5 separate regions of the Mus musculus genome follow, and all the other regions are linked to region 3. The links are chromatin contacts, called in public Hi-C and HiChIP or PLAC-seq maps. All regions are on one chromosome and are shown on one strand. The core of a region is the stretch at or near the end of the contact, and the rest is flanking DNA. Distances in the headings are between cores, read along the strand shown. Region 1 has its middle 26 kb from the start of Tbx2. Region 2 holds the start of Tex14 (testis expressed gene 14). Region 3 holds the start of Rnft1 (ring finger protein, transmembrane 1). Region 4 has its middle 34 kb from the start of Ypel2. Region 5 holds the start of Tbx2 (T-box 2).

Region 1 (4,982 bases), core at 1,310-3,809, 630 kb after region 3:
TACCCATATACTCACCATTCTCATCCCGTGCACTTTCTAGATGAGCCTGGAGTCCTCAGGTCAAGGGAGCAAAAGCTTGGTCAACTCAAAGGATCCCCATGGGAGCCAGTTCTACAGAGCCACTTCCTTGACCTTTGCCCTCTGAAGACAAGGAGGGATGAAGAGGGAGGGCTCTGTTCTAGCTGAGCATGGACTCAGGGTGTGAGTGTTCCCTGAAGGAAATTTAAGTAGCCTGGGCAGCTCTTGGCAGCCAGGGTATGAGGCTATGATTGTGGAGAGAAGAGATGTTGGATTCCTGTTGGTGGAGTGTGGATGCATGACCCTGACCACGCGAAAGGTTCGAAGGTCTCTCTTTGACTTTGGACAATGACCGTGATCTAGGCCAGAGTTGGAGACACAGCCACGCCCTTCCTGACTCTGTTGGTCTAGGGAGGAGCCCAGGTGCTTCAGTTACTGTAACTAGCACCCTGGGCAAGATTGAAAACATGGAGGACACAGTTCAACCTTTGGCTTTGCCATGTCCTCCTCACCTCAGCTCCCCTGACTCTGAGAACTTGGCATGTTCTGCTGCAGTGTTGGCCCTTCTGAGACCACCTGTGTTACCACCACCCCGCTATACCAACCAGAGCTTGCCTTGAACTGTGCTTAATGCATAAGTGTTGGTAAAACGGGTTGTCAGATAGCTTGCCAAATGCTCGTCCTTTTGAAAAGAAAAAAAAATTTTTTTTGTTTGTTTGTTTTTTTGGAGACAAGGGTCTCATGTGTCCCACACTGGCTTCCAACTTACTGTGTGGCTAATAGCCGTGAACTTCTGATTCTCCTGCTTCCACGTTCCAAGTACAGAGATTATGAGCATGTGCCACTGAGCCCAGTTTATATTGTGCTGGGGAATATACCCAGGGTTTTGTATATGCTAAGCAAGCACGTTACCAACTGAAGTGCACCCCCAGTGTTTTATTATAAATAATATGTATGTATAAAATGTTTAGTGGATTTCTGAGTTTGAGCCCAGCCTGGTCTACAAAGTGAGTTCCAGGACAGCCAGGGCTATACAGAGAAACCCTGTCTTGAAAAAAAAACCCTCAAAAAAGTTTATATAATAATAATAATAATGCTTATAAGTATATACATGTGAGTACACTGTCACTATCTTCAGATGCACCAGAAGAGGGCACCGGATCCCATTACAGATGGTTGTGAGCCACCATGTGGTTGCTGAGAATTGAACTCAGAACCTTTGGAAGAGCAGTCAGTGCTCTTAACTGCTGAGCCATCTTTCCAGCCCTTACACCACCAGTTTCAAGTTGATACCAAATGAAAGAAAAATGCAGACACGCCTTCCCAATCATCAGTGTCAATCACCACAATCATGTCCTATTTGTACTGAAATGGCAGGCAGAGTATGCAGAGTCTATGGGTTTACAGGGTTTTTCGTTTTTAATAATAATAATGGCGACACCATTATTTGTGTGTGGTATATGCACATGTTTATGTGTGCACATATGTATGTGTTCATGTGTGTCTACCTTGATCACTACTTTTTTAAAAAAAGATTTATTTATTAACATTGTAGCTGACTTCAGACGCACCAGATGAGGGCATAAGATCTCATTACGGGTGGTTGTGAGCCACAATGTGGTTGCTGGGATTTGAACTCAGGACCTTTGGAAGGGCAGTCAGTGCTCTTACCCGCTGAGCCATCTTGCCAGCCCCCTTGATCACTAACTTACCTTACTCTTTGAGACAGGGTGTCTCAGTGAGCCTGGCATTCATAGACTTAGCTGGATTAGCCAAATGAGCTCTCTGGGTCTGCCTGTCTCTGCCCTCCATTCTCCAGTGCAGAGCTTCAGGTGTGCATTGCCGTGCCCAGCTTTTTCTCCAGTGCAGGGCTTGGGTCTTGACTGACTGAGCCATCTCACCAGCCCCTTCTTCATTTAAAAAATAGCCTTTACTTCAGGTTAACCATATTCATTGGTATCAATTGAATGAGTTTTGAGAAATGTATTACCTGGTATAACCATGATTCCATTGGTGACAGAATATTCCCATCTTCCCCGGGAGCCCCATGTCCCTTTGCTGTCACTCCCTACTTCCCAAATCCCCAGACAGCCTCTGATTTTTGTTGTAGCCTAATTTGCATGTTGGAGAACTTCAGGCAAACAGCCTCACCGTGGTGGTATGTGTTTCTTTGTGTCTGTCTGGTTCCTGAGCACTTCTGCATAATGACTTCAGCTTTCATTCCTCCTTCGGGGCAGAGCTGTCCTTCCCCCCCTGACGTGCAGTATTCCACTGTGCAGAGACACTGAATATTTGTTCATTCACCTGTTGGTGGCCTTCTATAAACATCTGTGTCCCAGTTTTCTTGTGGACCTATATTTTCAATTTTCACAGAATTTTCTAGACCAAGGACCAGGACTGGCACATCAGGAAAAACAAAACAACAGCCCTCCATGAAACTCGCTTAGTAAGTCAATAAATATTCATTAGGACAAGTGGGCGTGAGGCTTGCAGTTCAGGCTACAGAAAGCCAGAACAAAGCCAGCTCTCATCATGGCTGCCTGTGTGGTCAGCCTGGCTGAAGAGCTGCTGCCCTCTGTGGTGGAGCCTGCCTAACCAGGGAGACCACCAGGGAGTCAGGAATCTTCACTTTCCACTCCACCAGCTCCACATTCTGAAGACAGGTGTGAGGGAAAGGTTTTAGTGGCTCCAAAGGAGAGAACCTAAATTACCTAAATTCTCTCTCTCTCTCTGTCTGTCTGTCTGTCTGTCTCTCTCTCTCTCTCTCTCTCTCTCTCTCTCTCTCTCACACACACACACACACACACACACACACACACACACACACACACACCTCTTAAGCCCAAGGTTGGCTTCTCTGAGCATGGGACCTCCCATTGTGGGGAAGGGAGCTATGTGGGCCTAACGGAGAAGGCTGTAAATACAGACTGAGCCTGGGTCCTTTCCTCAGGCACCCAGAACACATCATCAAAATAGGGTGGTGGGAGTCACTTGGCAGCTGGTTATTCTCATGATCTGAAGCTGGGCGCTGAAGGCTCCAACTCACCCACACTCTGCTAAAGACTGAGGGAGGGGCTGGTGAGATGGCTCAGCAGGTAAGAGCACCCGACTGCTCTTCCGAAGGTCCGGAGTTCAAATCCCAGCAACCACATGGTGGCTCACAACCATCCGTAACGAGATCTGACTCCCTCTTCTGGAGTGTCTGAAGACAGCTACAGTGGACTTACTTAAATAATAAATAAATCTTAAAAAAAAAAAAACTTTAAAAAAAAAAAAAAAAGACTGAGGGAGACTCCTTCTACCCCCAGGTGGCTGTTGGCAGCTTCAGCAGGTCTTTGGTTGGCAAAACCATCACTTCCAGCTCTGCCTGTGTCCCCCCAGTGCCTCCTGTGTGTGGGGTCTCTCTTTGTGGCCTTCAAAGGACATTGTCATTAGCTCTGAGGCCCACTTTAATCCCAGGGTGGCGTCACCTTGAGGTCTGTAGTTAGTTATGATCACATCTACAGAAGTCCCTACTTGTAAATAAGGTCACACTCGCAGGTCGTAAGATTTGGGGACACTGGTATTCATTGTGTATCAGTTGGGGACCCTGTATCAATTGTGTTCAAAAGGACACAATTCAACTGATTCCAACAGGAGAGTGAATATGAATGTGGGAAAGATTCTGAAACAGATGTGTCAATAAAAAACCAATATCAAGGCTGAAGGTATAGATCAGTGAGAATTTATGAGGCTGTGCATTCAATCCTCAGCAATACATGAATGCATACACACAGAGACACACACGTATACACACTGATACACAGACATATACATGGACACATACACACAGACACCACCCCCCCCACAGAGTTTCTTCTCAGCAGTTCAAAGGTAGGCTGGGTCCATTTGACAAGGAAGTGTCTCTCAGTCCTTAGCTTTGCTGGGTGTCCTGTTGCCCAGCTGCTGTGTCTAAGAAATTGCCTTCCACTGTTCCCTCAGGTTTTATGTGTTGGAAGCTTTCTCCTCAGAGGCGATTGGAGACATGGTATGGGAACCAGTTGGAGTTTGAAGGGTGAGCCTTGCTTGGGGTCACTGGGGACAGACTCCCAGAAGGGACTAAAGTATTTCTTCTGGGAGACCAATCACAGGTGGGTTGCTTTAAAACCTTGGCTCTAGCCCCTACTCAGCCTCTCTCTCACTTCCTATTGGAGATTTTCCTGTCTTGTATATGTTCCCATCTTGTATATGTCAGCCATGAGGCCTCATGAGAGGTAAGCCAATATCCACACCATTCCCGGTGAACCTTCAAATCTGTGAATTCGGTAAACCTCTTTTCTTTATAAAATTAGCCTGCCTGCGTATTTCATTATAGCAATGAAAACTGGACTGAGCCAACAGTCACTAGGCAGGCCTGTCCTAAAACCACCCCATTGTCTCACTGAGTAGGGTGCACAGAGAGGTGTCTTCTGGTACAAGCACTACCCTGAAGTTCTGGGAAGCTTTGGACTTCATCTTCCTTCAGGGTCTTGGGGAGCTCAGATCTGAAGCTCTCCACTGAGGCAGAAGTTCTGAGACACCAGGCAAGGCCCACAACCTGGACACAAGAAGCTGAGGCAACATTCAGTTTTGAAAATGAGACCAAGGGCAGGACTGAGAGCCTACCTCTGAGGAACTCAGGGACAAGTCAGCCTGAGGGGAGCCCTGATGAGCTACTGTGGTAGCCTCACCCATTCCTCCATTCATCTGAGGCAAAGGTTTGCCCTGCCTTGTTGTCAGAGATAGGCTATAGGCCCTACCACACTGAGTATACAGCAAGTGTCCAGGAGGACAAAGAGAGAAAGTGGTAGAGGCTCCCCTCCCAGTGCTTACCATTCCTGCCTTCCACTGGACAGATGCCATCCATCGCTTCTCCCAACTCAGCCTCAGTTAATCAACCCACTTCTTTCAGATAAGCCGTTCTGAGCCATACTTACCACATTGAT
Region 2 (4,470 bases), core at 185-2,684, 920 kb before region 3:
CACATTTAAGAGCTGTGACATTCTCTACACTGTTCAAAATGTCGCCACCTTCCTTAGTACTTGAATGACTGATTTGGAGTATTTAAAGCTTCAATTCCTGAATAAAAGTCCAGGCTAAGAATCACTGGCAGGGAGGGGAAAGGTAGTACAGCAGGTAAAGGGCCTGGTTGCCAAGCCTGACAGCCTCAATTCCATCTGTCCCCAATACCACATGGGGGAAGCCGAGAACCAATTTCTCTCACCTCCAGTCTAGTAATGTGGCCTGTGTGTCACACACAAACACAAAAGAAATGTAATAATAAAGAGTCGTTGCTTTAGCTGAGCATTGGTGGCACTGACCTTTCTTTTGTTTTGGGGGTGGGGGGTTCCAGACGGGGTTTCTCTGTGTAGCCCTGGCTGACCTCAAACTCAGAAATCCACCTGCCTCTGCCTCCCAAGGGCTGGGATTAAAGGCGTGCACCACCACTGCCCGGCTTTTTTTGGGGGTAGGGGGTGGGGGTGGGGAGGTCGCTGGCCTTTCTAATCCCAGTACTCAGGAGGCAGAGGCAGATGAATCTCTGTGACTTCGAGGAGAGCCTGCTCTACAGAGTCAGTTTTGGGAGAGCCACGAAAGAAACCTACACAAAGAGGTTGTCTTGAAAACCCACAAGTTAAAAAAAGAAAAGAAAAGAACCCGGTGTGGTGTCGCACACCTTTGATCCCAGCACTCAAGAGGCAGAGGCAGGCAGATTTCTGAGTTCGAGGCCAGCCTGATCTACAGAGTGAGTTTCAGGACAGCCAGGGCTACATAGAGAAACCCTGTATCGAAAAACCAAAAAGAAAAGAAAAAAAGAAAGAAGAAGTTGTTGTCAATAAGTAGTGCAAAAGCAGGGAGAGTCGCGTATTCCTATATCCCATAATTTAGAAAGTTTAGATGCTGTCTTCAAAAAAAATGCTAGATTTTTTTTTTTTTTTGAAATGTGAGGTAGGTATGACACACTTTTTTTGGTTTTGTTTTGTAGCTCTGGCTGTCCTGAAACTCACTCTGTAGACCATGCTGTCCTCGAACTCAGAAATCCGCCTGCCTCTGCCTCCCGACTGCTGGGATTAAAGGCGTGCTGCCACCACTGCCCGGCACGACACACTTTTTTTTTATATCATCTTCCGTATTTCTTGGGCCTTTAAAGCCACCTTCCAAACTGCCAATCTCCCCAAAAGTTCTGATGTGGAAGCAGTCACTCCCGCTCCGTCAACATCCCCGGTCAACTCTACTAAAGAGGTCCAGCTCCTCCCTCGGGACACCAGAGGCCCAGGCTAGACCACGAGACGACAAGGACACGATAGCTTACTTTTCCAGCTACTTCTTACTCTAGGCAGGCCTGCCGACATGAATGCTCAGAAACCGCCACACTCTGAGGGAGCTCCGGAGTCCCGGGGTCACCCACCGGAAGCTGTGCGTGCGTGCGTGAGCGGGCGAGTGCGTGGACGCGCGCGTGGGCGCCAACCACTCCCTACCGCAGCCCCCCAAAGTGGGAGGCTGGCCCACAATCCCCCGCGAGGGCGGGAAAAGCAAGGGGTCGCCTGGCAAGGGTCAGGGGACACACAACAGACCTCCTACAAGGGTTTTTTGAATTTTTCACAGCAGGAAACTGCCAACTGGTCAGTTTCTGGTTGCTGCGTCTACTACAACTTCCATCCAGGAGGATGGATTCTTGAGGAACCCGTGAAAGAGGGCAGAGCATGGTGAGGAAATATGCTGTACAGGGTTCACTTGGCCTGGCTACCGTCTCCGCGTCTCCGGCCTCTTTTTTTGTTTTTGTGTTCACTGTCAGGCTATATCCGAAACGTGACTCGGACGAGTGAAACTAGAAGACAACCTTACATGAAACCAGTGTGTGGGATTTCCTCAGCAGCAGCAAGGCCTCGTGAGTCTAGGCCGCGCGAGCCCCGCCCCTTACGCCGCGCGTGTGACGTCACGCCACTGACCCTCCCCCGCGGGAGGGCGGGGTTTGGGTTTCCAGCGCTTTCGCGCCTCTTGCTCTACGTCACTGCGTGCGTAGCCGCCGAGCTCTCAAAAAAAAAAAAAAAAAAAAAAAAAATGCAGCGGGAGTTGGTGGGTTATCCGCTGTCTCCAGCGGTGCGCGGGAAGCTGGTGGCTGCGGGGTTTCAGACGGCGGAGGACGTCCTAGAGGTGAAGCCCTCCGAGCTCAGCAAAGGTAACGACTCCCAGCTGCCAGCTGATGCACCGCGGCCGCTTGGCGCCGCCTCCGTCTTCGTTCCGCCGCCTCCGCCAAGCCGATCTTTTGACACCGCTGAAATTCTCTTGAGCTTGGAACTGTGTGGAGCAACGTTTACTGATTGCTTTCTCCGTGCTCGCTGGATGCTTTGAGGAGTGCCTCACTTAATGGTTTAAGGAAGGCTCCTCTTGGACCAGGGTGTCCAATCTGTAGATGAAAGAACCGACTTCTCATCTTGAGGTTTCATGATAAACTGGGTTGGGAAACAATCACAAGCCATGTAATTCTCCTTGGTCAAAGATCCTGGGGGGCGGGGGGGGGGAATTGAAGTTGAAAAATAAAGGATTAGAGAAGGACTAGAGATATTTCAGTGAGAAAAGCAATAGAACATTCCCTTAGACCAGGAGAAAGCTCTAGAAAGACGTTCGTGATTCACAGGAATACTGCCTCCCCCCCCCCCCCGCCCTGGCCCCCGACTTTTCTCAGAGTTCTTTAGGTTACAGATAAGTGGGAATCACAACCGGGCAGTGGTGGCGCACGCCTTTAATCCCAGCACTTGGGAGGCAGAGGCAGGTGAATTTCTGAGTTCGAGGCTAGCCTGGTCTACAGAGTGAGTTCTAGGACAGCCAGGGCTACACAGAGAAACCCAGTCTCAAAAAACAAAACAAAAAAACCAAAGTGGGGACCACTGCATCCTTAATGTTCACAAATCCAAACTTCGTTGTAGTCACCCACTGTGCCAGTAATACTATGCACATCTCTTTGATGGTGATCAAAGAGGACAGAATGGAATCTGGTTTGATTTTTGTTTAAGTGTTGTGTATTGAACTCATGGCTTTGCCAATGTTAAACACTACCACAGAGCTATACCCCTAGTCTAATTTTACATCCCAGCGATGATGCTAACAGAGTAGTAGCAGAATGGGTAGAGCACTAACTAGCTATGTATGCCCAAGGCCCTGGTTTTGATTCCCCAACTGCTAAATAACTAAATAATTGGATAATTCATTTCTGTGTTAGACTTTTGTTTGTTTCAAGAAAAGGTTTGGGGGCTGGAGAGATGGCTCAGCGGTTAAGAGCACTGACTGCTCTTCCCGAGGTCCTGCGTTCAATTCCCAGCAACCACATAGTGGCTCACAACCATCTGTAATGGTATCCGATGCCCCCTTCTGGTGTGTCTGAAGACAGCTACATGTACTCACGTATATAAAATAAAAATAAATCTTTTTAAAAAAGAGAGAGAGAGAAAAGGAAAGAAAAAGGTTTCTCAGTGTAGTCCTGACTGTCCTGGAACTCGATCTGTAGACCATGCTGGCCTGCCTGATTTCCTAGTGCTGGCATTAAAGGCATGGGCCCCCATGCCAGGCTCTGAGTTATACTTTTAATTCTCTAATGTCAGGTTTTCTTTTTCTTATTTTATTTATAGAAGTTGGGATATCTAAAGAGGAAGCCTTGGAAACTCTACAAATTCTAAGAAGAGAATGTCTCACAAATAAACCAAGATGTGCCGGTACATCTGTGGCAAACGAGAAGTGCACAGCACTGGAACTTCTCGAGCAAGAGCATACCCAGGGCTTCATAATCACCTTCTGTTCAGCACTCGATAACATTCTTGGGGGTGGAATACCCCTAATGAAGACGACAGAAGTTTGTGGTGTACCAGGTGTTGGAAAAACACAGTTATGGTAAAATAGGACGTTCCCTGCTTACGGGTGGACTTAATGTAACAAACAGAATATTCTGCTGTGAGTTTGTAGTCAGGAAACCAAGAAGCATACAGTACTACTTTGTATGTGTTCACATCAAACAATCAGCTTACCATCATATTATCCAGGATCCCTGTCTTCTTGATGAAGTTTTGATATCAAAAATGTTTCTTTCATAATATTGCCTGGTCACTAAACGTATACACTCCTAATTAATTGGCTTCTGAGATATATTTGTCAGATGTTTTAAAGTTGATTTATATATGATAAAGAAGAGTTCTGAATCATGTTTGGTGACATACTCATAATCTCAACACTCAGGATACGAACGCAGGAGTGCTATGAAATAGAGGATGGGGGCTAGCGAGATGGCTCAGTGGTTAAGAGCACTGACTGCTCTTCTGAAGGTCCTGAGTTCAAATCCCAGCAACCATATGGTGGCTCACAACCACCCAGAATGAAACCGATGCCCTCTTCTGGCAAGTCTAAAGACAGCTACAGCGTACTTATGTATAATAATAAATATAATCTTTAAAAAAAAGAAAAGA
Region 3 (5,047 bases), core at 1,650-4,149:
GATTCAGATGATTAAAACTTTTCACATTACTAGAAAAACTTCTTGAGATTATTCTTTTTAAATAAGAGACATCTGCCATTCGTGACAGGGCATGCCTTTAAACCCAGCACTCAGGAGGCAGGCGTAGCTCTTGAGTCTGAGGCCAGCCTGGTCTACACAGTGAGTTCCAAGCCAACCAGAAAGTCATAGTGAAATCCTGTATCAAACACCCACGTAAAACACCAGGGCCAATGTAGTCAGTGCTTGCTTTTATTTCCTGCCAGTCTCATGCAGCATCAATCAGCTTTTAAAATGATATTATACTACTCTGTATAATTAACTCATAAAGTACAAAGGTCCTTGCCAAACTAGATCACACAGTGTGGTCTAAGTCTCTTAACCCTCCTGTCTAGGTTTGTTTTGTTTCCTTTTTTTAGGAACCAAACAACTTAAGTAAGGTTAGTTGTTTGGTTCCTAAAAATTGCTTAGTTACGCATTAGGACAGGGAACTTAAGCCGGGTGTGGTAGCGCATGCCTTTAATCCCGGCACTTGGAAGGCAGAGGCAGAGGCAGAGGCAGGCGGATTTCTGAGTTCGAGGCCAGCCTGGTTTACAAAGTGAGTTCCAGGACAGCCAGGGCTACACAGAGAAACCCTGTCTCGAAAAACCAAAAAAAAAAAAAAGGACAGGGTACTTATTTAGAAAATAAAACAAAGCATGTGGTGGCCATCACAATGTATCCTGTTGTTTCCTACTCCTCTGGAAAGTAACTTATATTTCTCTCAAAGTTATCTCTAATTCTGTAGAGAGAAAGAGTTAATGATTTAGTTGCTTGTCATACTTACTCTTAGAAAAACCTGATTTACAATGCTTTTGTTTGCATACATAAAAGTTGTTAGCAGCCCAATTCCAAGAGAAATTCCTGTTAGAAAATAAGTTCTAGTTAATTGAAAGAAAAGAAAAAAAACCAACAAGATTATATATACTGATATAATTTTTAAAAGCTAGCAACCAAAATATGTTAAAATTATTAATAAAATGGGAAACTTAATTCAGCAGTTTTATTTCCTACCTGTTATATGCTGCATAACAAGTTTAATACCCAGAATTAAAATATAAGGAAGACTTTTTTGCAACCACTTGAAGAGATAGCGGAATTCTGAGAAGGAGCCACTTCCATGTTCCCCAGACTCTGTAGCAAAGTCATCAGGTGGTCTTGCTTCACTGTGGGAGTAACTCCGGAAACGACCATGCACACATCCATGGGCACAAGTACAGACGCCTGACCTGGGATTTCTAGAGCTTGGATTTTCAGAATATTCTTTTGGTCCGGAGTTTATTTGGATATGTACATCCCCAGGGTGAAGGGAACCTTCTGTTGATCTTGAATGACCACACGGGGAGGCTGCAGCATCTTCATGTGCAGTGCCCGGAGGATCATGCAGTTGGTTACAGCTGGCTTGCATGGCCCTTGAGTATTTTCTCTCTAAAATGTCTTTGCTTCAGGACTCTTTCTCCTTAAAAGTAAAATCAAAGAGCAGAAAGCATTCTAAGTTAATCACAAGCAGTGCATCGGTTCATTAGGTGTCCTTTGTTCACTAAAGGGGCAGTTGACAGTCACAGACAAGTTTCAGGTCCTTCAATCTTTGCAACTGTCAAAGCTCTGCTGCCCTGCCCCACTCCAACCTCGAAGTCCAACTTGGCAAACCAAGAGTTTTGAACCAGGGGCTACTTAAAGTACAAAGCACTGCAGATGTCTTGATTTTTCAAATGTGCCAAAAGACATCAGCAAAGAGTCAAAGGGGTGCCCAGCAGATACCACAGTGAATAGCAGCACTAATGCTGAATAAGTTGGCTCATGTACTCTGAGGCAGAGTCCACATCAGGAAGTTTGCTAAGGGTGGGTGAGATGGCTGGGTAAGTCAAGACCTTTAATTTGAGTTAAATCCCCTAAACTCATATGGTGGAAGCAATGAACTGACTCCCACAAGTCCTCTGACACACACACTAAATAAATACAATAGATTTTTTTTTACAGATTCATTAATGTTTAGAAGGAAAAAAATCAGTGCCTTAATTAAGCATCAACAAAGATAATAAACACTTCATTTTATGCTGAAACAGCTTCCACAAAGCTAATAAGGTTTTCAGTAATTAATGGTGCCACCGAGAATATTGCTTCTCCTTCCAAAAGAATGTTAGTCAAATGCCTTTGAAAGAGGACCCTTAGGGGGAGTCATCACGTAATTGCTAAGTGATGCTTTAGTCTAAATAAGGAGTTAGCCTCCCGAATAAAAATGCCACCATCGGCTTGGTTAGGGGTGTCAGAAGAGAGGCTGTGGGCAGGGCAAGATCCCTACGTGATCCAGTGTGGATCTCGGACCAGGGTGCCAGAATCGTGCTGTCGCCCGACGAAACGCAGAGCCCACCGCCGGGCCTCTCCCGTTTCCCCCGCGATGGAGCTAGCTGCGGCGGAGGCTGGCTGGCTGAAACCGTGCAGTTACTGTGTGACGTTTCGAAGAGGCTCGGAAGCCACAGCGGCTCTATCGCCTCACTCTCTGAAGAGCGACTTGGGACAGGACAGTTTGTGTCTCTGCTATTAAAAAAGAAACACAAAACCTGCCCTCCTTCATACATAAACAAGAAAAGGGGAAAGGGAGAAAGAAAAGTCAACGCCAACTCTTCCGGAATCCGCGAGGACAGAGTTCTCCACCCACGTCCGAGCTTCGGCTCTTCTCCCCGGAAACCCTCCGCCTCACCCCCTTCCCCAGGCCTGACCTCTCATGACCAGGAGCGGGCGGCCTCGGCAGCCACAATACCAACAGCCCGACACGCGGCCGCAAGCCCTTCTCGCCAAGCCTTCAGCCTCGGACGCCACCAGCAGCGCTCGGCCTGGCCCCGCGGCGGCGCGCGCGCTCCCTAGACGTCGTCACGCGCGGCCCGCCTTCGCCGGGCCACGCCCTCGCCCAGTGGAAGAAGGAGCCTCTAGGCCCCGCCCCGCGCTCATCCCGGCCCCGCCCTTCCCAGCAGAGAAGGGAACCTTTAGGCCCTGTCCCGAGTCCCTAGCCCCGCCTTCACTGGGAGGAGGAGGAGGAGGGCGCATCTAGGCCCCGCCCTGAACATCGTAGACCCGCCCTGTCGCCCTGTGGCCCTGTTGGTGATGTTATACGAGTGGCGTAGTGGCGGACGTGTGTGCTAATTAAGTCTGCGTGGCTGTCACGTCTTGCGTGTATTAGTGATCAGTCACACGCTTCGGAGTCCTTCAGTACTTGAGGTTGAAAATGGGTAGGTCCAGGAACCTGCTCGGCAGCGGGCTGCGTACCGGGAGCCGCGATCTGGCTTCCGGCTGCGTGTTGCTAGCTACGCCAGACCCGCTGGGCTGCCTGGGCAGAGAGGTTGTGTGACCTGGATTCGGGTTCCAAGCCTGAAGTTGAACAGTGTGCCCTAGTTCGTGCCAGAACCGGGTGCCAGAACTGGATATCAGACGCGCCAGGAAGTTTGTGAGGCCCTGGAAGTAGATTTAGAAAACCCCGTGTTGGCGAGCAGGGAACTCGACTTCTAAAATAAAGGCTACTAAAGGGGAAAAAAGATACTACAAGGAAAAAAAAAAAAAACACAGTTCTGGAAAATCTAGGACATCATATGTATAACAGGATTCCTATGATTCTTGAAATTAAGTATTTCATCGGAGGCTGACGTGACTAGGCAAAAGTCTGGCGTTTTGCACACACTTGGCTTTTTGCAGAGACACTTCTGAGTTACGTGTCCAGTAATTTTGTCTTTCTACCTGACTTAAACCTTTCAAATACCTTGTCAAAATCTCCTTAGCCATGAAATTTTGTCTTCCTTTCATAGTAGTATAACTGAATCTACTGGTTTTAGCCTCAGCCCTTCATTCATCTTGAGACTATTCTTAAATTTCTCTCAAGTCAAAAAGCACTTTAAAAAATCCCAATGCTCTTTTGGATCTGCTTCTCTCTGTGACCAGCACATTAGCACTCTCTTTTTTTAAGACTTGGTCCCAAGTAGAACAGGCCTATTTGTGCCTGTGCGTGATGGTGACAGGTAGTGCCTGAACTGGTACGACAGAGGACACTTTTGGGAAATTTTCTCTCCTACCTTTATTTGGGTTCCAGGGAGCCAACTGAGACTGCAAATTTTGTGCACAGCAGAGATCCTATGTGAGTAGTTTTATTTTAAACTAAAATGAACGTATGATAAGCATTAGTGGCTCATGATTGTAATCCTAGAATTTTGAAGACTAAGACAGAAAGATGCTGTGAGTTCCAGGCCAATCTATGATACAGAGTAAAACTCTTTTTTTTTTTTTTTAAAGATTTATTTATTTATTATATGTAAGTACACTGTAGCTGTCTTCAGACACTCCAGAAGAGGGCATCAGATCTTGTTACAGATGGTTGTGAGCCACCACGTGGTTGCTGGGATTTGAACTCTGGACCTTCGGAAGAGCAGTCGGGTGCTCTTACCCACTGAGCCATCTCACCAGCCCCAGAGTAAAACTCTAAATCTCAAAAAATAACATAAATGCAAATTTAGGCAGCAGGAAAATCATGAAATGTCACATAATCACGCCCCAACGACAGCAGAACAACAGTTTGTAAACTTAATATACCTAATGTTCAAATTCCCATTTTATTTTTTTATGTATTTATTTTAGATTCATTTAGTATGTATACAACGTTCTCCCTGTATATATGCCTGCACACCAGAAGAAGGCACCAGATCTCATTACAGATGGTTGTGAGCCACCACATGGTTGCTGGGAATTGAACTCAGGACTTCTGGAAGAGCAGCCAGTGCTGTTAACCTCTGAGCCATCTCTCCAGCCCCAAATTCCCATTTTAACAATATAACACACTGAAGGCATATCAGTACATACTGGAAATTTATTAGTACATTTTATTCAAATACCTTGACTAAACAGTCACAGATTTGAAAGAGAGCACTTGAGATGAGCTTTGATTTCTGGGATAAGATTTCTTTTCACTCGAATCCGGAATATTAGAAACGGCGTTTTCATTCTAATTAGTTAGTTAAGAAAGCAAGGC
Region 4 (4,824 bases), core at 2,204-4,703, 540 kb before region 3:
TGGTCCTTAAATGCAGACAAATGGGGTTTTTGTCATCCTTTCAAAAGTACAACAAAAACTCCATTTTGCCTTTAAAAATTAAAAAAAGAGAAAAAGAGTTATAATTCAGAGCGAAGACAGAAAGAATTAAAAAAAAAAATCACGTTAGCTTGGGGATATACACCTGTCATCTCAGCACTTCAAAGCTAGGACAGATCACAGGTGCCAGGTTGTCGCAGAAAAACATCAATAAACTACTGTAATGTCACCTGCTAGCCATGAGACATTAAGAGAATGGATTGTGAGGGAGGAGTCTAGGGAGTTGGGGGGCAGAGCAGGGCTGCTAGGGGAGTGGGGAGATTTGAGTCTTAGAATCTGTTGAAAGGGGACAAAGAGAGACTGTGGTATGAGAAGCAGAGGCCGAAGAGGCCGCTGTCCCCAGCCTGTGGGAAGGTGGTTATCAGTTATTCCCAAATCGAGGACTGGCATTTGGTTTCCAGGAGGCACCTGTGACTGTTTCCTTTGTTTCTTTCCTTGATGAGACTGATACCAAGCAACAAAGGGAAGAGGCAGGCTTAGCGGCTCTCAATGAGGCTGGTAACACTCAGCCACTTATTCAAAGAGATGAGAACCGGGACATTGGAAAGGCCAGCTGGGTGGTGTGTTCTGAAAGCAGAGGCTTGTGACCCTGTGGAAAGGAGCTAAGCAGGGAGGACAGGGGCAGACTCTAGGCTGTATCAATTCACCTGTTAGCTGAGACTCACCTGGTCAGAGTGCCTTCAGGTAGTGATGAATACCTGACCAGGCCACTGGGTTACAGCTGTGAACCATCTGGAGAAAAAACTGCCTTGGATGCTTGTGGGTGAGGTGAAAGAAAGAAAGAAAGAGAGAGAGAGAGAGAGAGAGAGAGAGAGAGAGAGAGAGAGAGAGAGAAAAGAAAGAAAGAAAAGAAAGAAAGAGAAAGAAAGAAAGAAAGAAAGAAAGAAAGAAAGAAAGAAAGAAAGAAAGGAAGGAAGGAAGGAAGGAAGGAAGGAAGGAAGGAAGGAAGGGGAAAGGAAAGGAAAGGAAAGGAAAGGAAAGGAAAGGAAAGGAAAGGAAAGGAAAGGAAAGGAAAAGGAAAGGAAAAAGCTAAGAGTACTGTAACAAATGAGTTATAGGAGAGAGATCTACTTTTGGTATCCCCCTACCTTGTAATCTAGAAATGTATTGATGCATAACTGTCTTTTGTTCAGTGACAACAAAGCTAATGTGACCTCACTACAGAGGAACACCTGTCACCCAGTGTCTCTAGGTTACATTCTCGAAAAATAAACTGTGCTTGTTTCTTTCAAAACAGGATTATTCTTTTACAGCAATTGTGTTTAGATTTAATTCACTTTTACATATTCTCTCATGTGTTTCCTGAAATCACCGGACAGAGTAGTTGGCCTTATCCAAAAATTCCTAATTTTTTTTAACATAGTAACTGGACTTCAGATGAAATTCTCAAAGATAATTTATAAGACCACCTGGCTCTAAGTGGAAGCTTAGTTAGGGTCCTCTACCACTTCTTAGGTTCTCATTTATTTTGTTTTATGTGTATAAATGTTTGCCTGTGTGTGTGTGTGTGTGTGTGTGTGTGTGTGTGTGTGTTTGTGCCTGGTACTAGAGAAAGCCAGCAGAGGGCATTGGATCTCTCGGGATTGGAGTTACAGGCCATTGTGAGTGTTGGGAACCCAGGTCCTCTAGGAGAGCAGAGAGTGCTCAGAACAGCTGAGTCACCTCTCTAGCCCCATGCTTGGATCTTCTCAGTCTTTTCATGAACTGTGGTTTTTCTTACTTATCTGTAGTTGACCATTCAACAATAACAGAGTACAGAAAGGCAGGCAGATAGCGGGGTTTAATTTGTTTCTGTGTCGTTGTTTGTTTTGTTAATGGTGGGATGAGGTGAGGTCTCACTCTGTAGCTCTGGCTGGCCTGGCACTTGCTCTGTATCCCAGGCTACCATTGAATTTGTAGCATTCCTCTTGACTCCATCCTGAGTGCTTGAAATACAGGTGTATGCCACCACATTCGACTTGCAATACTGTCCTATCCTATGAAAAGTCCCCAATTTGAGTTGAAAAGGGGACCACCCCTGTGTGTCAAATGTACTTGCTAGTCTCTGATGATTCTTTGACTTTTTCTTTTTAATTTGCATTGGTGTTTTGCCTGCATGTATGCCTCTTCGAGGATGTCAGATTTCCTGGAACTGGAGTTACAGAAGTTATGAGCTGTCATGTAGGTGCTGGGAATTGACCCTGGGTCTTCTGGAAGAGCAGTCAGTGCTCCCAACTTCTGAGCCATCTCTCCGTTTTTGTTTTTAAATGAAGAAAGAGAATCTTAAGACCAAAAAACAAGCCGGGCGTGGTGGCGCATGCCTTTAATCCCAGCACTCGGGAGGCAGAGGCAGGTGGATTTCTGAGTTCGAGGCCAGCCTGGTCTACAAAGTGAGTTCCAGGACAGCCCGGGATATACAGAGAAACCCTGTCTCAAAAAAAACAAAACAAAACCAAAAAAAAAAAAAAAAAAAGACCAAAAAATAATGCCAGGGATGGTGGCTCAAACCCATAATTCCAATATTTGGGACACTGGGGTAGAAGAATTGTCATAGGTTTGAAGGCAACCTGGGCTACACAATTAGCCTTAGACTAGCCTTGGCTACACAGTAAGATCCTATTCCAAAAATAAAAACAAGACCATTAAAAAAAAAAAAAGCCAAAAACATTAAGCTGGGCAGTGGTGGCACACGCCTTTAATCCCAGCACTGTGGAGGCAGAGGCAGGCAGATTTCAGAGTTTGAGGCCAGCCTGGTCTACAAAGTGAGTTCCAGGACAGCCAGGGCTACACAGAGAAACCCTTTCTCAAAAACAAAAAACAAAAAAAACAAACAAAACAAAACAAAACAAAAAACACATGAATTTTATGTTTGTTTTTGCTTGTTTAGACAGGGTTTCTCTGTGTTGTCCTGGCTGCTCTGGAACTTGTTCTGTAGACAAGGTTGGCCTCAAACACAGAGATCTGCCTCTGTCCCTGCCCCTGCCTCGTCCCTCCATGTGCTAAGATGTCCCACTATGTCTGGCTAAACGTCTGTGAATCTTAACACTTAGAACTGGCATGTTACTTTTTTAAGAATTAAATTTATTTTCTTTCATGTATACAAATGCTTGTCTGCATGTGCCTGGTGCCCTTGGAGTCAGAAGAGAGCACCATACCCTCTGGACCTGGAGTTACAGAGAGCTGTGACAGTGTTTGTGAGCCACTATGGAACTATCCTTGAGACCAGAAAGAGTGAGGTTAGTGTTTATTCTCCGAGGCCTCTCTCTTGGATTACTTTGGGCTAACGTCCTGTGCCAGAAGGACAAGCTTATTTGGAGACATCTGTGTGCCCAGGGCAGCCTTCCTCTTAGGTTCTAGTAGCAAGCAATGTCCTCCACTCGGAGGTGAGGGCCACTGTTCCTGCTTGAGCTTGAGGTTCCTCCACGCCCATGCAAATGACCTCCTGTTAAACAACTGTCACCATGCCTACTTGCCTATGTCTTCATTTCCTGCTTGTTCTCTGGCCAACTCATCTGGGAAGTTAGCCAAAAGAAATGTCCCTGGATATTTTTCTTGCTCTTTCTTTTCCTTCCTTCTCTTCCTTTCTTACCCTGCCCTCCTCTCCTTCCTTCCCTTCTCCCTCATCTCTTTCTTTTCTCTCTCTCTTTCTCTCTTGACCCAAGCCTGGCCTTGTACTCCTGATCCTCTCCCTCTATTTCCCAAGCAATGGGAGTACAGGCATGCTCTTCCACCCCTGGTATTTATAAGGAGCTGGGAATCCGATACATGGCAGAGTGATGGGGTGGTAGGATGCTAGGCCAGCATGTGAGAGGCCCTAAATTCAATCTCTAGTACTTACAAACAATCTAAAGAAGGAAAGCAAACAAAGTTGGCAACAGGCTTGACGAATCCCTGAGCAGGTAAAACCAGCTAGTCTTCGGGCCGCCTAACGTGATCTCAACCTTTTGTGATTTGCAAACATGGTCAGCTCTTATTAATGCTGTAAAAAGGAAAAGGGCAGAAATTGCCTAGCATGGCGGCACATGCCTTTAATCTCAGCATTCAGGAGGAGGGGCAGGTGGATCTGTGTGAGAGTAAGGGTAGCCTGGTCTACAGAGTGAGTTCTAGGACAGCCTGGTCTAAAGAGTGATTTCTGGAACAATCAGGGCTACACAGAGAATCTCTGTTTTGAAAAACAAAAACAAAACAAAACAATTTAAACAAACAAACAAACAAAGGCAGAAGCAGAAACTGTGCCTCACATATATAAATAATCCTGGCACTCTGGAAGTCTGAAGCAGGAGGATTTCTACAAGTTTGAGGGCAGTCTGGGTTACATGGTGAGTTTGAGACCAGCATAGCAATGTTTCAGGTGAGTTTGAGTTACATAGTAATATTCTGTCTCAAGGAAATAAGTGTAAGTATACCTTAAATAAAAATTTAAAATTAAAAATAAAATAATAAAAAGTTTACCAGTAGTGAAGCAGTAATTCTTAGTACTAACATAATGTCCTCGGGTGTGCTGCCAATGTTCCTTGCAAATGTTCTTCCCAGCCCCTCCTCCTCCACAGAGCATCCTCTTCCCTTTTGGTCGGGCACATGACTATAAGTCATCATTTTGTAGGCCATGTGATTCTGAAATAAACATTTAGAAACCATCTGGAATTACAAGGATTTCCCAATCCTGGGAAAGTGAGGCAGGAAGATGATGAATTTAAAACCAGCTTTACTTGAAGAGCGAATTCAAAGTCAGATGTGCCTATGTGGGTCCCTGCCTCAAAAAGCCAA
Region 5 (4,927 bases), core at 2,047-4,546, 650 kb after region 3:
AAGTCGGTCTCTGGGAAGACATAGGTGCGGAAGGTGCTGTATGGGAGCTTCAAGATGTCATTGGCTCGCACGATGTGGAATCGCGGCTGGTACTTGTGCATGGAGTTCAGGATGGTCTGTGAGGAGCAAGGATTCAGCCAGCAGTTCCCTGCTATTGGACCAACAGCTCTCTCTCTCTCTCTCTCTCTCTCTCTCTCTCTCTCTCTCTCTCGTTTTTTTTTGTTGGTTCACTTGCACTTCATTTTATATTTTCTCATGCTCCCCCCCTTCTTCACAGCTATTCTTTCTTTCTTTGACGCTGCCCAGTTGGAAAAAGAAATGAAACAAAACGGAAGAAGACAAATAACACCGTCTCCATTCTTTCACTTCACTGTCCCCTGGCATTTCTGGGTCCTGAGATACAAGGGAAGAAAACTGTGTGTGTGGAGGGGTGCTCGAGGACTAGCTATAATGCACTGGGAGGCTCTCTTTGTCCAATGAACCCCCCATCATTCGCTAGGAGCTTGGCTCAGGTAGAAATGAGGAGTTCCTCATTATGTTCCCTGGCTGGACATCTGCCTTAATAGAGCAGAGATCTCCAGAAGGCTGGAGGAGAGCAGATTTAATGTCTGGATTCCCTCACCATAGGGTAAGGGTTAGCTACAGGAGACAAGCAGGTGTCCAAGCTGCATATCTCCAAGTCCTTAGCAGGGTGACCTCCACAGGACTCGGGCGGCTTGACCCATTCCTTACAGCACCTGCTTCACCCTTGATTCTAGGAGGGGCTCTCAAAATTCTGTTAGAAAGAAACTGAGATTGAGAGCAGCCTGGAGCTTTCCACAAACAGTCGACATACTTTTCCTCAGGCTTGCAGAACAGGGCTCTGGAAGCCTAGGCCCAGTTTGCCTGGGCCACAGACAGGGGCACTGTGGGTGGGGGGTGTTCAACTAATGCTCCCCTCTAGAAATCCTCTAGCTTCCTTCTACCCACTCGACTGTGGGGGCCCCTGGGCTCTCAACACCTTCCCAACCTGCCCACACTCACAAAGCCATGCTTGTCAGAAATGTTGTTGGTCAGCTTCAGTTTGTGGAAGGCCACAGGCTTGGCCATCCACTGTTCCCCTGTGGCCGGACTGTCCGGGTGGATGTACATGCGTTTAGGCATCTCGGGGTCGGCTTTGCCTGCCACCATCCAGCGGGAGTTGTGAAACTTATAGCGGCAGTCATCGGCAGCCACGATGTCCATTAGCAGGATGTATTTGGCTTTCTTGTCCAGGCCGCTGACTCGCACCTTGAAGGGGGGGAACATCCGCCTCGGAGGGAGGGAAGGGGGACATGCCATTGGGACCCGGCTCTTTTTTGTCCCTTTACCTTCCCGACAATGACATGACATCCTACTTGAAGCTTCCCTATCTACATAATTTGTCACAATGTCCTCCACTTGTGCTGTGTTGCTACCTGGAAAGACCCAGCCTGTGCTTCTTACTCCCAAGACATCCTATTTCTGCCGGCCAGAGCCTGTTTTGTAAAGCTTTGGATGCGTTTTGCACTCAGTCTGGAGACCTTTCCTCCACTCTGATCTAAGATGAGGGTTGATGCCCAGGAAAGGAAACTAGGCCCTTTAGAGATACACTAGGCTTTTCTGAATTGCCTTGAAATTCGTAGAGAGGAAATAAACTCTTGGGACAGGGCTTGAAGAAATAAACTATCAAGGTCTTTGTCTGGGAGAAACGATTTAGAGGCTTAATCAGGGAACCCTAGCCTAGAATTTCGGGGGAACAGGGTGAACCTGAGGCCTGGACTTTCAGAGACTGGAGTGCTGGGAAGATTGGGGATTTTATTTTTCTTCTGGCTTTAAGGCCTCAAGAGGTGGCTGGTCCAGTGCTCCAAGCTCCAAGGACAAGCAAGACTCTCTCCAAGGCCTAGCTGTGGGCTGGACAACTCTCTGCCGGAACCAAGTGGTCAGCCTGGAGCTAGCAGGAGGCGGGATGCTAGTCCCACTATGGACTCCAGTGATCAGAGCGGAGAATCCGGGAAAGATCCCTTTTCTTAGGAACTTCCAGACCGTCCAGGAGACGGAAAAAACAAAAACAAAAACAAAACAAAACAAAACAAAACAAAACAAAAAAAAAACAGTGAGACCGCAAGGGGCTGTGGAGACCCGCCAGAGTCTCCGGGGCTTTGAGACTCAGAACAGTTGGGACTATTCTTTAGGAACGTGTTTTCGTTTTATTTCAATCGAGAGATGTTTGCTTTTCTTTTTCTTTTTTAATTCGCTCCGGAGCCAAACGGAAAAAAAAAAAAGTCAGCTTGCTTGTCTGTGGAAAGGAGTGTGGCGCCAGGGCCGGAGCGGGGGCAATCCGAGAGAGCATCGACCCAGTGGTGGTGGGTGCTGTGCGGTCCCCGAGCCCGCCCGCCCGGCCCGTCCTACCTCCCGGACTTGGTGATGACCATCTCGGTGCCCAGCTTGTGGAACTGGTCCCACAGCTCCTTGGCCTCCAGCGTCACCTTGGGGTCGTCCTCCACCTCGTCCTCGGGTTCCAGGCTCTTGAGCGAGCGCAGATGCGCGGCGGGCGGGTGCGGGCCGAGTGCCGAGACGTGCAGCCCCGCCTCGGCCGCCGCCGCCGCCGCTGCTGCCGCGGCCGCCGCCCCCGCCAGGCCCGGGTCCGGCAGAGGCTTGCCTAGCGCGCCGGGCGGCAGCGCTAGCGCCGGGAAGAAGGAGGGCTGCGCTGCCGCCAGGAAGGCGGACATGGGGAAGTCGGCGGGCCGTGGCGCGTGGAACGGGTGGTAAGCCATGGCGCTGGCTGCCAGCGCCGGCTCTCTCATCGGGACATCCGGCCCAGGCTCCTGGGAGCCGGGGCCGGGGCCGGGGGCGCGCGCCTCGGACCCCCGGCCCGGGCGGCGGCGCGCGCGGAGGACGGACGGCCCGGGCGGCGGGCGCGGCAGCGGCTTCTCCCGGCTCCCCGTCCCGCGCACCTCAAGGGGCGCAGGGCTCTGGACGCGGGGGCGGAGGGGGCGCTGCGCGGGGCTGGGCTGGGCTGGGCTGGGCTGGGCTGGCCGGCTCCGGCGCCGGGGACCACGCGCGACTGGTTAGATCTTGTCCTGATCTCTGGAAAACTGTGACTATCTCACATGTCCTGCCCTGTTCGGATCCCCTGCGCTAACGAGCCAGGCCCCCCTTGATTGCTGATTTTACGCTTTTTGGACCAATTGTGGGTCTCCGGGGGCGGGGTTTTGACAGCTCAGGCCAAGCTCTGGACGGGAGGGGAGGCCAGGGAGAAGGTGTCGGAAGCCTCAGCAGTAAGAAAACATGTCAACAGAATAAAATATTAACCAATGACGGGCCAGCGGGCCCCGAGACCCCTCCCCCTGGCCTGGCCCCCACCTCGCCGCCCGCGCCCGCCGCTGCCTGGGCGAGGGCTGGAAAGCGCAGAGGACCGATCTGACCCGCCGTAAGGGCCTGAGGCAGGGGGCGCCCGGGTCCCGGGGCCTTGGGGAAGGACCCCCTAGCCGCATGCCGGCCCCAAGTGCAAAGCATTGACACGTTCCGGAGAGGAGAGGGGGCGCCCTTTCCCTCCCGCGCCGGGAGGCCCGGCCGCTCTTGCCTGCGACCCAGCCTGGCCTCCCACCCCACTCCCGGTCACCGCCCCGGGTCCATGCACTTCAGAGGGAGGCTGCGGGCACTGGAAAGCGAGGCCGGTGGGCGGGCAAATCAGGAGGCTCGGGCGGCCGAGGTCCCGGAGCCGAATCAGGTGTCCGGAGCCGGTGAGTGGGGAGCCATGGCAGAACCCTGATGGGGCCGGCACGGGCGGGAACGGGACGCCGCCTTGCGCTGGGGAAACGAAGGGTCCCCACCCCCACCTGCTCCTCCCCTCGTAGACTCAGGAACCTGGGGTTCCAGAAGGGCCGGGCATTTAGCCTAAAGAAGGTCTGTGTCAGGTCACTAAGCCAAAACCTTCTGGCGAGTAGGAAAATGGATCCTTGGGACCAGGTAGGTGAGCGCACCTTCTACAGAGCCCAAGGCGGTGCCGCGCTAGTTGATCCTAGAACTCAGATTCTCCACACGCGCCAGAAGGAATTTTCGCCGCATCCGGTACTGGAGATGCAAGCCCATCTATCTCTTCCTAAACTCTGGCATCTTTTCTTCTCAGTCACTTCTCTAGAGATTGTTTCCGTCCCTTGGAAGCTCAAGGCTCCCTAGTTCAGGAAAGCTGAGTAATGCGGATGGGAATCGAGGTGTTTGCCAGCAAGTGTGAACACCCCCTTCGACGATCAGTCTTCGTTATCTCTCTGGCAACAGCCCCAATGCATCTTCCTCTCTCTCTCTCTCTCTCTCTCTCTCTCTCTCTCTCTCTCTCTCTCTCTCTCTCTCTCTCTCTTTCTCTCTCTCTCTCTCTCTCTCTGTGTGTGTGTGTGTGTAAAACCATAATCAGGTGTGCCCAGAGTAAAACGATCATACACTTGCCTGTTTAGGGTTGAGGCTCACACCCTTGTGCTTGTTGGGGAGGGGAAGCAGGGTGTGAACTAGCCACAGTGGATACTCCCACCCTCCCAACCAGTATAAGCGAATTCTGCCGCTCCAGCCCTATGTCCCCGTGGTAGGCACCTACCACGTAAGTGGCCCAGGCAGCTTGCCCCTCCGCTGCATACACCAGGTCTTCAGGCACTTGGTAGCTGACCGCCCAGAAAGGCGTTTAAAAGCTAGTTGCCCCCGGCAGTACGGGGTTGAGACCAGCAGGAGTCGTTTGGCCTCCACGACCTTTTTTCCTATACATCTGAGCCAACACCAGGCGCTTGTAATTCTTCATAACCCTGTGCGCGCCTGCCCCACTGGGTTTTTCTTCAGGACCTTACTCCTAGGTCGCTTTTCTCACTCTTTTCTCTGCCCACAGTGAACCTTCAGCTCTAGCTTCGCGGTGTTCGCAGCCGGTGAGAGATCCATTGCAGCT

What was found. Hi-C and Micro-C count contacts between places; a contact is called where the count stands out from the background. HiChIP or PLAC-seq counts read pairs in DNA pulled down with a chosen protein or histone mark.
Region 1: an H3K4me3 HiChIP or PLAC-seq map of stem cell-derived neural progenitor cells shows a contact between it and region 3, with 12 read pairs. The contact joins the enhancer-like site here to the promoter of Rnft1 in region 3. A contact is called at or near these places in 8 of 39 promoter capture datasets (the HPC-7 cell line, cranial neural crest, embryonic stem cells and 4 more), 4 of 15 datasets of contacts at CTCF or cohesin (embryonic stem cells, large pre-B cells, pro-B cells and 1 more), 2 of 484 Hi-C or Micro-C datasets (B cells and embryonic stem cells), 8 of 115 datasets of contacts at active chromatin or transcription factors (astrocytes, cardiomyocytes, embryonic stem cells and 3 more) and 1 of 9 other capture datasets (adipose tissue).
Region 2: a contact with region 3 is called in a Hi-C map of B cells, with 7 read pairs. The contact joins the promoter of Tex14 here to the promoter of Rnft1 in region 3. A contact is called at or near these places in 1 of 39 promoter capture datasets (pre-B cells), 1 of 484 Hi-C or Micro-C datasets (B cells) and 1 of 9 other capture datasets (pancreatic islet).
Region 4: a contact with region 3 is called in an H3K27ac HiChIP or PLAC-seq map of large pre-B cells, with 6 times the contacts expected there. The contact joins the enhancer-like site here to the promoter of Rnft1 in region 3. A contact is called at or near these places in 4 of 39 promoter capture datasets (the 3T3-L1 cell line, the C10 cell line, frontonasal cranial neural crest and 1 more), 1 of 15 datasets of contacts at CTCF or cohesin (pro-B cells), 1 of 484 Hi-C or Micro-C datasets (embryonic stem cells) and 2 of 115 datasets of contacts at active chromatin or transcription factors (the NIH/3T3 cell line and large pre-B cells).
Region 5: a Hi-C map of muscle stem cells shows a contact between it and region 3, with 2.5 times the contacts expected there. The contact joins the promoter of Tbx2 here to the promoter of Rnft1 in region 3. A contact is called at or near these places in 8 of 39 promoter capture datasets (3T3-L1-derived adipocytes, the HPC-7 cell line, cranial neural crest and 5 more), 4 of 15 datasets of contacts at CTCF or cohesin (embryonic stem cells, large pre-B cells, pro-B cells and 1 more), 3 of 484 Hi-C or Micro-C datasets (B cells, embryonic stem cells and muscle stem cells), 8 of 115 datasets of contacts at active chromatin or transcription factors (astrocytes, bone marrow-derived macrophages, cardiomyocytes and 3 more) and 1 of 9 other capture datasets (adipose tissue).

Annotation. Positions count from the first base shown.
Region 1 is chr11:85,855,733-85,860,714 of GRCm38.p6, reverse strand. No RefSeq gene overlaps it. Among named protein-coding and RNA genes, the nearest start is that of Tbx2, 26 kb to the right of the region's middle. RefSeq lists an enhancer at 461-3,486. Within about 2 kb of position 2,559, at least 24 of the 459 cell types and tissues checked have an H3K27ac peak or open chromatin away from gene starts, as enhancers often do. A contact at or near this core is called in astrocytes and stem cell-derived neural progenitor cells, where this site is marked.
Region 2 is chr11:87,402,029-87,406,498 of GRCm38.p6, reverse strand. It overlaps Tex14 (testis expressed gene 14), which reads right to left and starts at 1,434. Exons shown (of 31, transcript NM_031386.2): 1 at 1,329-1,434. It overlaps Rad51c (RAD51 paralog C), which reads left to right and starts at 1,993. Exons shown (of 9, transcript NM_053269.4): 1 at 1,993-2,195; 2 at 3,643-3,901. The coding sequence starts at 2,078.
Region 3 is chr11:86,482,509-86,487,555 of GRCm38.p6, reverse strand. Rnft1 (ring finger protein, transmembrane 1) reads right to left here and starts at 2,899. Exons shown (of 9, transcript NM_029788.5): 1 at 2,757-2,899; 2 at 1,051-1,495; 3 at 824-900. The coding sequence starts at 1,444.
Region 4 is chr11:87,025,375-87,030,198 of GRCm38.p6, reverse strand. No RefSeq gene overlaps it. Among named protein-coding and RNA genes, the nearest start is that of Ypel2, 34 kb to the right of the region's middle. Within about 2 kb of position 3,453, at least 91 of the 459 cell types and tissues checked have an H3K27ac peak or open chromatin away from gene starts, as enhancers often do. A contact at or near this core is called in the NIH/3T3 cell line, where this site is marked.
Region 5 is chr11:85,830,984-85,835,910 of GRCm38.p6, reverse strand. Tbx2 (T-box 2) reads right to left here and starts at 3,296. Exons shown (of 7, transcript NM_009324.2): 1 at 2,410-3,296; 2 at 1,024-1,291; 3 at 1-116. The coding sequence starts at 2,804. It overlaps 2610027K06Rik (RIKEN cDNA 2610027K06 gene), which reads left to right and starts at 3,523. Exons shown (of 5, transcript NR_077059.1): 1 at 3,523-3,743. RefSeq lists a promoter at 2,771-3,761.